Regions from separate parts of the Rattus norvegicus genome. Here regions 1 and 2 are each linked to region 3. Evidence: chromatin contacts called from public Hi-C data. All regions are on one chromosome and are shown on one strand. Each heading gives the region's core, a stretch centred on a gene start, on an enhancer-like site or on the middle of the called end of the contact. The rest is flanking DNA. Distances are from core to core; before and after follow the strand shown.

Region 1 (4,374 bases), core at 559-3,058, 430 kb after region 3:
CCGATACCAGCTGCTATTGGGTTCTGAATACTCAAAAGGCAAAATATCTTAAGGCACAAGGGTACAAACCCTGAGCTGAGTTCTGAGGCAGCAAAGTCCAAATTAGAACCTAGGAACTTAAAGTCCAACTTTAAACCTCAAGTCCTAGGCTGAAGGGCGGCTTAGGGAACAGCTGGTTCCCGGTCCTTTCCTACCTCGCTTAGGAAAATACACTGGCTCCTGCCAAATCACAACCCAGTATCCTCCAAATCGTCCCACCCTCACCCCACCCCACCGAAGGCCTGGGGTAACTCCGAAGCTGGTAGGGAAAGGGGCACCAATTGACCACCTTCTAGTCTCAGAGTCAAGACTAATGCCTAGCAGCCCGATGTAGTGGATGGACCTCATCCACTCTACTTCTAGATGAGACCAATAAAGTTCAGAAAGTTCTGAGATTTGCACTTTTGCCCTGGGAGAACCAAGCTCGCCACCTCTTTAGTCAGTCTTAAGGGGTAGAGGGTGGAGGGCGGATAGCAGAACCTTAGAAAAGAAACAACTTACATGTGTCTAGCGCTTCCTAGAGGCCGCACAGGATATGAATCCACCATCGAGCGGGGAGGGGATTTTTCAGTCTTTCTACCAGGGACTCCTGCTTAAGCACCGTGACTCGGGGCGAGTCCGCAGCTCTCAAGGCTTGTTTTCCCAGAAGCAAATCAGGGAGGGAGGAAGGGCGGGCGCGAACTGAGTGTGCGCGGGGCTGTGTGTATGTGCTAGTGCAGGCGAGCGCTGGGGTTTCCTGAGTTTCGAACCTTTATATGTTGCTTTCCATACCCCAAGGAGCCGGGGTGGCATCTTTCACACCTAGAAGGGGGTCCCTCCGAGGTAAAGCGAACCCCTCCCGGCACGTCCCCAGAAAATGAAGTGTTGTGCCGGGGACCCTGGTGAATTCATTCCGAGCACAGCAAATCTCTGGTTTCCAGCACAGCACACTGCGGCGCAGATCCTTCTCCGAAACTAAACTTCCATGCGCACTCGGCGTGGGAGGGCCACTCTCAAACCCGCTCAACTTCAACCCACTTGCCGCTCCCGCACCCGGGGCGAACACAACCATATTAACCCGCGTCGCTCTGTCTCCCGGAAGTGCGGGGGTGCGGAGCCAGCTTCAATCGCCCAGATCATTCAGCCCTTTCACGGGTGTGTTCGTGTGTTCGTGTGTGTGTGTGTGTGTGTGTGTGTGTGTGTGTGTGTGTGTGTGTGTGTGTGTGTAACCTCTACTCCCACCCAAGCCCTCCGCCCCAGGCCACCAGCGCGTCTCCCCAGCTTTCTGGATCCCCGCGTCTCGGTCTGGGTCCCCAGCCCTGAACTTGAGCCCGCCTCCGACAGACTCCGCAAGGGTCCAGCGGACCCGGCAGCCTCCGTCACTAGACAGCCAAACCAAGACGTCAGCCCACAATGCACCGGGCGGGCCGGGAAAGACGCGCCGGGGAGGGAACCCGGGAACACAAGCCGGAGCAACGCGCGGGAGGGGGAGGGAGGTGGAGAAAGAAGGGCCCAACTGTAGGAGCGCAGCGGAGCATTACCTCATCCCGTGAGCCTTCGCGGGCCCAGAGAAGAATCTTCTAGGGTGAGGTCTCCATGGCGACGGGTGGGCCCGCCCCCTTGAGAGCGACGCAAGCCAATGGGAAGGCCTTGGGGTGACATCATGGGCTATTTTTAGGGATTGACTGGTAGCAGATAAGTGTTGAGCTCAGGCTGGATAAGGACTCAGAGTTGCACTGAGTGTGGCAGAGACTGCCTAGCTGGAGAGCGCTCAGGCAGACAGACAGACGGACGGACTCGGCTAACCTGGTCGTCCGCGGACTCCGGGCTGTTCATCTGTTTGTCTTCATTTTCTGACCAACTGCCTGGATCCAGCGCCCGCAGCTCCTGCACCGGTGTTTTGGGGAGCACTTGGAGAGTCCCTTCTCCCGCTTTTCCCGGAGAAGAAGCTCACAAGTCCCGGCACTGCTGACAGCATCGAGAACGGCTCCGGACCGCGCGAGGAAATAGGCGAGCGGCTACCGGCCAGCAACTTTCCTGACCCAGAGGACCGGGAACAAGTGGCCCGGAGCGAACTTTTGCAAAACCTCTTCTGCGCCTAAGGCTGCCACCGAGACCGTAAAGAAAAGGGAGAAGAGGAACCTATACTCATACCAGCTCGCACAGGCGGCTGAAGTTGGGCGAGTGCTAGCCGCGGCTGCCTAGCGTCCCCCTCCCCCTCACAGCGGAGGAGGGGACAGTTGTCGGAGGCCGGGCGGCAGAGCCCGATCGCGGGCTTCCACCAAGAATTCCGTGACGACTGGTCTGCGCCGCCGGAGAACCTCTGTCGCTGGGGCTGGTCCGCGGGCTCCGAGGAACCGCTGCTTCCCGAGAGCGCTCCGTGAGTGACCGCGACTTTTCAAAGCTCCGGATCGCGCGGGAGCCAACCAACGTGAGTGCAAGCGGTGTCTTAACCCTGCGCTCCCTGGAGCGAACTGGGGAGGAGGGCGCAGGGGGGAGCACTGCGGTCTGGAGCGCACGCTCCTAAACAAACTTTGTTACTGAAGCGGGGACGCGCGGGTATCCCCCGCTTCCCGGCGCGCTGTTGCGGCCCCGAAACTTCTGCGCACAGCCCAGGCTAACCCCGCGTGAAGTGACCGACTGTTCTATGACTGCAAAGATGGAAACGACCTTCTACGACGATGCCCTCAACGCCTCGTTCCTCCAGTCCGAGAGTGGCGCCTACGGCTACAGTAACCCTAAGATTCTGAAGCAGAGCATGACCTTGAACCTGGCCGACCCGGTGGGCAATCTGAAGCCGCACCTCCGAGCCAAGAACTCGGACCTTCTCACGTCGCCCGACGTCGGGCTGCTCAAGCTGGCGTCGCCGGAGCTGGAGCGCCTGATCATCCAGTCCAGCAATGGGCACATCACCACTACACCGACCCCCACTCAGTTCTTGTGCCCCAAGAACGTGACCGACGAGCAGGAGGGCTTCGCCGAAGGCTTCGTGCGCGCCCTAGCTGAACTGCATAGCCAGAATACGCTGCCCAGTGTCACCTCCGCGGCACAACCTGTCAGTGGGGCGGGCATGGTCGCTCCCGCTGTGGCCTCAGTAGCTGGCGCTGGCGGCGGCGGCGGCTACAGCGCCAGCCTGCACAGTGAGCCTCCGGTCTACGCCAACCTCAGCAACTTCAACCCGGGTGCGCTGAGCAGCGGCGGTGGGGCGCCCTCCTATGGCGCGACCGGGCTGGCCTTTCCATCGCAGCCCCAGCAGCAGCAGCAGCCGCCTCAGCCGCCGCACCACTTGCCCCAACAGATCCCGGTGCAGCACCCGCGGCTGCAGGCGCTGAAGGAAGAGCCGCAGACGGTGCCGGAGATGCCGGGAGAGACGCCGCCCTTGTCCCCCATCGACATGGAGTCTCAGGAGCGGATCAAGGCGGAGAGGAAGCGCATGAGGAACCGCATCGCTGCCTCCAAGTGCCGGAAAAGGAAGCTGGAGCGGATCGCCCGGCTAGAGGAAAAAGTGAAAACCTTGAAAGCGCAAAACTCCGAGCTGGCGTCCACGGCCAACATGCTCAGGGAACAGGTGGCACAGCTTAAACAGAAAGTCATGAACCACGTTAACAGTGGGTGCCAACTCATGCTAACGCAGCAGTTGCAAACGTTTTGAGGACAGACTGTCAGGGCTGAGGGGCAGTGGAAGAAAAAAATAACAGAGATAAACTTGAGAACTTGACTGGTTGCGACAGAGAAAAAAAAGTGTCCGAGTACTGAAGCCAAGGGTACACAAGATGGACTGGGTTGCGACCTGACGGCGCCCCCAGTGTGCTGGAGTGGGAAGGACGTGGCGCGCCTGGCTTTGGCGAGGAGCCAGAGAGCAGCGGCCTGTTGGCCGCCACGCTTTGCGAACGGGCTGTGCCCGCGCGACCAGAACGATGGACTTTTCGTTAACATTGACCAAGAACTGCATGGACCTAACATTCGATCTCATTCAGTATTAAGGGGGGTGGGTGGGGGCTTACAAACTGCAATAGAGACTGTAGATTGCTTCTGTAGTGCTCCGTAAGAACACAAAGCAGGGAGGGCTGGGAAGGGGAGGGAGGCTTGTGAGTACCAGGCTAGATTGCGGATGAACTCCCCTGGCCTGCCTCTCTCAACTATGTATGTACATATATTTTTTTTTAATTTGATGAAAGCTGATTACTGTCTATAATAAACAGCTTCCTGCCTTTGTAAGTTATTCCATGTTTGTTTGTTTGGGTGTCCTACCCAGTGTTTGTAAATAAGAGATTTGAAGCATTCTGAGTTTACCATTTGTAATAAAGTATATAATTTTTTTATGTTTTGTTTCTGAAAATTTTCAGAAAGGATATT
Region 2 (4,410 bases), core at 922-3,421, 330 kb after region 3:
ATCTGTTCAGCAGCCACTGTAAACTACCATAGTTATTGAAAGCTAAGGAGAGCCAACGGCTGAGTTTTGTGCTTCCTCTTCCTTCTGTATGTGACCCTCAACTGGGAATTTAGGACAATACAAGTCCCACAGACAAATGACTGACTGCTCCAGTCGGGAAGATGAATCCTAAAAGGTGAAGAGACAAGGCCAAGACCACACATGAAGATTCAGGCAGACCTGGGTTGGAGCCATCCCCTCCGAGGCCTAGCCATGCTTTTAATTCTACCATTGGCACTGTTCCTCTCTTTCTGTCCCCAAGTAACACCCAAGATCTCAGCCTGTCCTCATTCACTGAGCCTCTGACAGTGGTAAGTTCAGAGCACGGACTGCCCATCTACCCTGCACTGATCGCAACTCTACAAGCTGACAGTGTTGCTGAAATCCACCTTCTGCATTAGGGAGATAAAGGGCAGAGAGGTAAAATCAGGAATCCCAGTCTTCCAATAAGTAAAGCTCGGATCTAAACCTGGGTGGTTGTGATCCTAAGGCTGAGGAAGGCACAGGCTCAGCTGTGGAGGGCTACTTAGGGGAGGCACAATACAGACAGAGATGTACAGCCTGGGCTTCAGGCAGTAGAAGGGTGGAGGTCATGGGGATGGATCAGAAAGTCTCCCGGAGCAGACAGTGGCCTTCTTCTGGCATCCAGACTTGACTCGGTTTTCTCCAGGTTGATGAGCATGGAGCAAGGGAAGGAAGAGAGACTACGAAAAGGAAAGGAGGTCTGAGGCAGACAGGTGTGAGGCTGCTGGGGTGGGATGTGGTCAGCTGAGGAGAGAGAGATCTGGGTATGTAACACTTAGGATAAAGAGGCAGGAGGATCATGAGTTCAGGTCTGGGAGTTGGAGGGATGACTCAGCAGATTCGAGTTCTTGCTGATCTCCCAGAGGACTTGTGTTCTCCTCCCAGCAACTAGCACAAGGCTACACATAACAGCCTTTAATTCCAGTTCATATCTTTAGAACTCCTTAGGCACCCACACACATGTAGACCATGCTTGCTCATTTATGCGCGTGTGTGTGTGACACACACACACAGAGAGAGAGAGAGAGAGAGAGAGAGAGAGAGAGAGAGAGAGAGAGACTGTTTTTTTTTAGGAGTTCAAGCTACTTGGGGAGTTAGAAACTAGTCTAGGCTATACAAGACCAAGCCTCAAAGAGAGAGAAATGAGATGTTGACCCAAGGTATGAGGTGAGCCAGTTACTTCTGGAAGCTGCAGGGTCCTCACCGGTACAGAGTGCATAATGCCTGCTTTACAAGTTTCTCTAAATACTAAATGAGATGCAGGAATATGTCCTGACTCGGTGCTATTCGTTATTCACCTCATAAAACTACTTCCCTCAATAAAAGTTTTTAAATGAGCATATTTTTACTTATGCTCCCAGGAGCACTAAGAATCTATCTCATGATTAGTCATACGCCATAACAATATAATTAATAATAATGTTAATTGCTGCTGATTGAAGGCACTAAGTGCTTAATATGTATAATCTATTATCTAATCTAACCCTCAGCACGTATCTAAAAGATAGGTATCATTACTCCCATTTTATGGGTGAGGATAATGAGACCGGGAAGTTAGGAAATGTGCGCAGGTCACCCGCTGGGATAGGTCTGGCCTTTCAGAAAAAAAAAAAAAAAAAAAATTGTGCATCCACCAAAAGGCCAAAGTGGGAAATGCCCTGCCTTTGGAGTTCATGTTGGTTTTGGCTTTCTCTCTCATTTCTTTTTCAGAAAGAAAGCAAACATTTTAAGTGTCCACCGAGGAAGAAGCAACCTTACAGATGAAGAAGAGGGGGTCCGAGCGCAGATGCCCCCAGCCCTTTCCTCCCCGCCACCCCCTACCCCCACCCCAGGACTACTGCTGTTCTGCGGAGGAGCCAGGTCCCTGCGCTGCCCCTTCCCACCGTGGGTGGCTCCCAGCGGCAGGGAATCACATTATCTGTTGGGAAGGCGTCCAGCACCCTCCTCCTGCCAGCCAGTGTTTGCTCAAGGCCTAGCTCTTCAGAAACTGAAACCGGCAGCCGGGGCTGCCAGCCTGAGGACGCCCGCGGGCGCTGCCCAGGCTTTACCTTCTATGGGGAGGCCCGCGGCGGGCGGAGCGAGCCGGCGCCGCTGACGTGGCCGCCCTGCCCTCGCCCAGGGCGCCCGCCTCCTCAGCGCCGGGTGTGGGAGCGCGGGGCCCGGAGAGCGCAGTGCGCGGGCGTGGGAGCGCAGGAGCGGCCGGCGTCTGGTGCGGGAGGCTGGGGTGCGGAAGCGCGGGCGGGGCTGGCGGTGGCGGCCGTGAGGGCTAGCAGTGGAGGGCAGGCGAGTAGGACGTGGGTCTTAGCGCTGGAAGAGCAGGAAGAAACTAATGTCTGGTCTTTATATTTGGTGACGTGGATCGAGCCTAGGACCCGAGAAGAGCTCAGAACATGGTGACAGTGTTACTGTCCTTGCCCATCCGATAGGGGAACAGTGTGCCCTGTGAGTTTATGAATTTTCTTCCTTCAGAATGTTTAGGTACAGACTGAAGGAGATCAGGAGATGTGAGAGGGTAAAGGCTGAGAATGGATAGGGACACAAATTTGCTGTCTCCCAACTGATGAGATGACCTCAGAAAGCAGTAGCTGGATTACAATCCAGAAGGCAAATTTAGGAAAGTACTTTGTAAACCACCGATTTAAGACAAAGGTCCCTTTCACCTTCAGAGTTCCTTCAGCCATGTCCTCTTACTTCACGATTCGAGCTACTTACCAAAGTAAATAAACCCACAATTCGCTTCCTAAATAATTAATCAAAACCCAGAAGTCACTCAACACGTTTTCAGTAAATATTCACTGGGAATGTCTAAGTACCAGTTGTGGCCTGGTGCTGTGCTGGATGCTCCGGGGTGGGGGTGGGGGTGGGGGTGGGGGTGGGGGTGGGGGTGGGGGTTGGGAGGATGGACAAAAGCTATGTATGTCCTCATGGAGTACCCAGACTGTTGGACACAGAAAGCGAACAACTTAGATATTGACATCCAACTAACAAAAGATACGATGTTTCTACAGTGGACAGATGTTTTCAGTCTAAAGTATATAAAGGTGGCCTGCCTTTCTCCACTGTGGCCTCTTAAGGAGAGAGAGAAAATCTTGGCTCTATATATGAGTGCACACACACACACACACACACACACACCACAGTATTAATTCTTTGATGGATCCAGCAAGTCCAAGTTCCTGCCGCATCATGAAAGCCTACAGAGAGACCCTGTGGCTTGACTCCTGTTTATGTGTCCCTCCTCATAAGAAACTCCTAACAGATGTCTTCAATTCAGTCCTTGGTGAGTGGCTAAGAGGATGGGCTTTGAAGCCAGGTGACAAGAGTTGACTTCAAGGCCTTTCTCAGCAGTCCTCTAACCATGGGCCAAGTACTTGACCTCTGTGTCCCTACATTCCTGTTCCGTAAAGTGTTCCGGGTAATGCCTAGTTCACAGAATTCTAGGCATTAGAGACAGTGCTTAAAGCAGGTGGCAGGCATTCGGTGTGTGCAGCAATGCTGTGGTGCTCTCTGCCTAGAGAAACCCTTCTCCCCCTTTCTCTGCTTGGATAGCATGTATTTATAGTCCAATGTCACCTCCTCTCTGGAACCTTCCTTGCTTTATTGGCAAGGTAATTGGATGCTTTGTCTTCTATGTTCCCAACTCTTTCATGGTACCTTAGAGGACTCTTCATGCTGCAATAAGGTTTTTTTTTAATGTTGTTTAAGTGTTTTCCTTCTTTATTTGACTACAAGTTCTTAAAGAATAGGGACTGTATACAGTTTACTTCATCTCTAAGAAACCAGGCAGTCCCCAGAACAGAGTGAGCACTTGACACCATCTTGAGTTAATGGGTGGACGGGTGAATGGATGGGTGGATTGATGATGATGGATGGGTGATAGGAGAAGAAATCCTCCCAGGATTGTACAATTTGAGGCCAGAGTCTGTGTTTAGTTTATGTGTCATTTGTCACATTTTTTAGTCTCTGGTTTGCCATCTGAATCTTGGAATAAAAGCACTATATATTTGGGGGTCAGAAGTCTAGGGGAAATATATACATGACAGCATACAGGCCAACACTCTCCAGAGTCGTACTTGGGCTCTAGTCCCAGCTCTACCCCCTGTTAACAGGATGATCTCTGGCCAGTTCCTCACCTTGCTAAAATGGAGAAGGCAGAACACACAAATGGGCTGTTCCAAAAAATCAAGAGATATTCTTTGTAAAAGCCTGGGGCACAGGGTATATATTGAGAAATAAAAATTACCTCCCTTCCACACCTACCCCCTTGTCTGTTCTCCAGACACACAAGCCTGGACGCCCAGTACCCAGGACAGCTGTTCAAATGCCATATCTTGCTCCAAGTGACTA
Region 3 (4,315 bases), core at 1,310-3,809:
AAGCCAGATAATCTCTTGAAGTCTCATAGGGAGATTCTTCAATGCGTAGTTACAGGAAACATGGGTCCTACTGAAATGCAGACTCAGTTTCCTTGGAGCCTTGTCCGATCTCCTTGCCTTCCTTTGTCCTTAGGCTACAAATGCTCCTTTCTCTTCCTGCCTGGCCTCCTTGCATTTCAAAAACTGCACATTTTTCCTAGTCCGTCTTTTTAAAGGTGTGTGTGTGTGTGAGTGTGTGTGTGAGTGTGTGTGTATGTGTGTGTATGTGTGTGTATGTGTGTGTATGTGTGTGTGTATGTGTGTGTATGTGTGTGTATGTGTGTGTGTATGTGTATGTGTGTGTGAGTGTGTGTGTGAGTGTGTGTGAGTGTGTGTGTATGTGTGTGTATGTGTATGTGTGTGTGAGTGTGTGTGTGAGTGTGTGTGTGAGTGTGTGTGTATGTGTGTGTATGTGTGTGTGTATGTGTGTGTATGTGTGTGTGTATGTGTGTGTATGTGTATGTGTGTGTATGTGTGTGTATGTGTGTGTATGTGTGTGTGTATGTGTGTGTGTGTGTGTGTGTGTGTGTGTGTGTGTGTGCGCGCTCTCGCTCATGCTAGGTGTCTGTAGAGGCCAGGAAAAATATTGGATCATTTGGCTCTGGAGTGGCAGGTAGTTGTGAGTTGCAGGAGCAGGTGCTGGAAGCAGATCTCTAAGGTCCTCCTGGAAGAGAATGAAATACTCATAACCACTGAGCCACCTCCTCAGCCTCTTTATGGTCCATCTTCAAGTGCATGTAGCAATTGTTAGAACAGCAGACAATCCTTAGAAGCCACTCCTTCAAAATCGAGAGTCTAAACGCTGGCTAGAGCATCCCTTTTCACTCTAGATCTTTCTTCTCTATCTCATGACAAGTTCAGAGGCCTCTGCTTGCTTGTCTTTAGCACCCAGATTTTGGTGTCTCTAATGAACATATTATTATGACAGTTACCACTGTTATTCCAACTCCATCTGATCATGAAGGCACAGCTATGGCTTAGAGGCGTTAAACACACTGACTTGGACTCATAAAGCTCTCAGTAGCTTGTGTCATTGCTCCCTCCTTCCCTTAAGTCAGTCTGATTCTTGATATATACAGACAATATATTAAACATTTGAAAATCATTTAAAGTTAACAACCATTACTCTCTATCACTTGCTAAGAATTGTATTTGTTCCTTTACATAGACCGTTTAGTCCTTCAAGCTTGTTAAGTACTAGCTCATGTCACTATTTTCACTTTATCTGTGAGAACACTGAATCCTGTCAGACAGGCTGAGTAACTCGCTCAGTGCCCCGGGGTTTGTAAAGTGTCACGTGATATATATACATGGCCACTTTTTGAGCCTCAAAATGAAATCAAAATACTTCCATGTACCCATTCCTGTGTTTATAAAGCTGAGTTCTTCTGCTAGCTCACTTGTGGTAGAAAACAAATATACTAAGTTGGAGTTCCCACACAAAACAGGAAAACATGAAGAACTCCAATGTTATATGTGGTATGTCTCAACGGCTGCTAATTAAAATCACAAGGTATTTTTAAATGATGAGATCCTTCTAAAATTCTCCACATTTTTAATATTCAAAGAGAGGTTTGCAGTAGGCTGAGGTGTCGAATACCAAGACACTGGGTTCTAATCTTTGGAGTCTGTAAATGTTACCTTTACAAAGCAAGGGACTTTGTAGACATAATAAAGACTCTCGGTGAAGAGATTATTCTGGATTACCTCACTTATGCTCTGAGAGGAGAGCACATGGAGACTGGCTTACCAGGTAGTGAGGCAGAGTTTGGAGTGATACACCACGGCTATGAGGCATGCAACAGCCAAAGAATGGGTTCTCCTATTCTCTTCTATAACCTCTGGGGAGACTCTTCACAGGTACAATCGATGGTGCGTGCTGTGAGTAAAGGCAATTCTTTTGTATTAAACCACTAAGCTATGGACACTACTTATGGCAGCCACAGAAGACTGCAGACCAGCCTCTGTACCACAGCGTCATTAGAATCTAGGACCTCTAGGAAACATGACAATTAGGAAACTGTGCTTCAGAAAAGTAAGTTGGCTTGCCCAGGTCCACACAGTCAGTGGTGAAGGAGCTGAGACCAAAGCCCAGTTCTGAGGAGAACTTTGCAGATCACTTTATTGTTGATCAACTTTCTATATTACTGTTGGTTCTTAGGGGAAGCCACTAATGTTTATTCCTTCTTTTCTCTTATGAATAGGCCAATCATCTGATGCCCTTGGTCATAGTTGCTGGAACTGTAGACGTGGCTGGATTCACTCCTCTGGAACCACCACACTCTGGCCTATTGTGAGCTTTTATGCTGGACATGGGCCTGTTATGCACTTCTGGCCAGCCTAGCTCAGGCACTCTCAGCTTATCAGTCTTATTGGAAAACATGGCAAGCCCGCCCATGGAGGAAGCTGCCTACAGGCCAAGGCGCTGGCTCTGAAAGACTGCATTGTCCTTATTTAGAATTGCCTTCACTTGGACTAGCTTTGCTCTTGCAAAACATGTTTATTCTGGTTTCCTCTCCCTCCTGGCTGCCTGACCAGTATAAACCCAGAGAGCAGCAGCTGCAGCTTAGACCTGGGCCAGACAGGGTAAGCTGACTCTCAAGGAAGGACATCAAGGGCAGGAAGGAGTGCATGTTGCAAGTTTAAGATAGATGAGATTCACCACCACCACCTTGTGTGTGTGTGTGTGTGTGTGTGTGTGTGTGTGTGTGTGTGTGTGTGTGTGCGTGCGCATGTGGGTGCACATGCGTCTGTCTGTCTGTCTGTCTGTCTGTCTGTCTGTCTGCCTGTCTATATTGTGTGACTCCTGGGAGACTTCTCTCTAAACATATCCTGCAGAGACTGATCTTAATGTTACACAAAGAACACAAGAACAGGAGGGTAGAACTTTGCTTTTTCAAGCAGTTTTAGCAAAACAACAATAATGATAATGATAGTCTTCACACCGCAGCAACTTCCTATTATTAAATACTTATTATATGTAGATGGATCCTTCATCAGAGCATTTGCATTTGATTCTCCAGAACTCCCCCCCAAAAAAATCTGTCTAGCCAGTGCTTGTAATCTCAGTGCTGGGGATGGGGAGCCAGGCAGATTCCCAGGGCTCCCTGGCCAGTCAGACTAGCATACTTGGCACGTTCCAAGACAATTTCTTTCTTTTAAAAACAAAAACAGAGGACACTTGTCCTCAGAACTCCACATACAGGTGCACACTAAAGACTGTTCACCAGCCCATGTGTGATGTGCAGAAACACTAAACACACTCACACACACACACACACTCACACACACTCACACACACACACAAACTCACACACACACACACACACACACAACTATAAAGAAAGCATAGTGCCTGGTGTTAAACCCTTTATATGACTCGTTTCACTTAACTTTAAGTAGGTGCTTTCAATAATCTTGTTTCATAGAAGAGGAACTGAGGCTGAGATGAGGTCGGGCTCCTCAGCCACAGAGCAGCAGTGTGAAGCCAGGCCTTCTTGGTCTACAGGTATATTTTAGGGACTTGAGTCTAGACTTTGTGTTAGAACAGTTAGGTTTTACCCAAGGTCACGTCCTAACACGGCCAGTGTTCTGAGATGCCAGAAGCTTGTCCCAGTGAAACCTCAAGTGTAAAACAGAAGAAAAAGCCCGTCACTTGCTCTACATGAACGCTGTTATCTTGGGCCTGGCATACATCTTCCATGAGCAGACAAAGGCAGCAAGAAGCGGAGAACCACCTGCATGGAAGGGGCTGTGATACCTCTATGACACTTCACAGTGTGTTGACTGAACACAGCTCAAGAATATCCTCCTCTGGGGAGCAGCCTCATTTCACAGGAGATGAAAGGTTAAAGACTGTGAGATGTTTATTCAAGGAAACTGTTTATATGGGGGTTGGGCCTGGCTGTGGTTTCCTACAGCCTGGTGACACACTATGAAGAATCTGGGTTTCCCCTCAGGGTAGAGAGTTCCTCCTGCAGTCGCTCAGTCGATGGTCTCTCTCTCTCTCTCTCTCTCTCTCTCTCTCTCTCTCTCTCTCTCGTTTAGACTTAGACTGTGCTGCAAATACTGACCCCACATAAAGGAAAGGGGGTTTGTATCTATCACTTTCCTCATAGCTGTGACAAAAGACCAAGCTGAAACAATTTGAGAAGGAAGGTTTTGCTTAATTCTGTTGTACAGGTTAAGGTGCATTATGGCAGAGAAGTGATGGTGGCCAGGGCAGCTCCATCCTTGAGGCAAGAGCTGAGCTTAGAGGCTGTTTAACATCTTGCCT

The links. A called contact is a pair of places that touch in the nucleus more often than the background predicts.
Region 1: a contact with region 3 is called in a Hi-C map of liver, with 1.8 times the contacts expected there. The contact joins the promoter of Jun here to the enhancer-like site in region 3. A contact is called at or near these places in 6 of 12 Hi-C or Micro-C datasets (the A7r5 cell line, the Rat2 cell line, kidney and 3 more).
Region 2: a contact with region 3 is called in a Hi-C map of Schwann cells, with 2.2 times the contacts expected there. The contact joins two enhancer-like sites. A contact is called at or near these places in 4 of 12 Hi-C or Micro-C datasets (Schwann cells, kidney, mammary epithelial cells and 1 more).

Annotation. Positions count from the first base shown.
Region 1 is chr5:115,010,427-115,014,800 of GRCr8, reverse strand. Jun (Jun proto-oncogene, AP-1 transcription factor subunit) reads left to right here and starts at 1,808. Exons shown (of 1, transcript NM_021835.3): 1 at 1,808-4,374. The coding sequence starts at 2,666. The coding sequence ends at 3,670. LOC100911221 (a long non-coding RNA gene) reads right to left here and starts at 1,546. Exons shown (of 10, transcript XR_010051917.1): 1 at 541-1,546.
Region 2 is chr5:115,113,747-115,118,156 of GRCr8, reverse strand. No RefSeq gene overlaps it. Among named protein-coding and RNA genes, the nearest start is that of Jun, 100 kb to the right of the region's middle. Within about 2 kb of position 2,171, at least 88 of the 93 cell types and tissues checked have an H3K27ac peak or open chromatin away from gene starts, as enhancers often do. A contact at or near this core is called in Schwann cells, where this site is marked.
Region 3 is chr5:115,439,530-115,443,844 of GRCr8, reverse strand. No RefSeq gene overlaps it. Among named protein-coding and RNA genes, the nearest start is that of Fggy, 73 kb to the left of the region's middle. Within about 2 kb of position 2,559, at least 19 of the 93 cell types and tissues checked have an H3K27ac peak or open chromatin away from gene starts, as enhancers often do. A contact at or near this core is called in Schwann cells and liver, where this site is marked.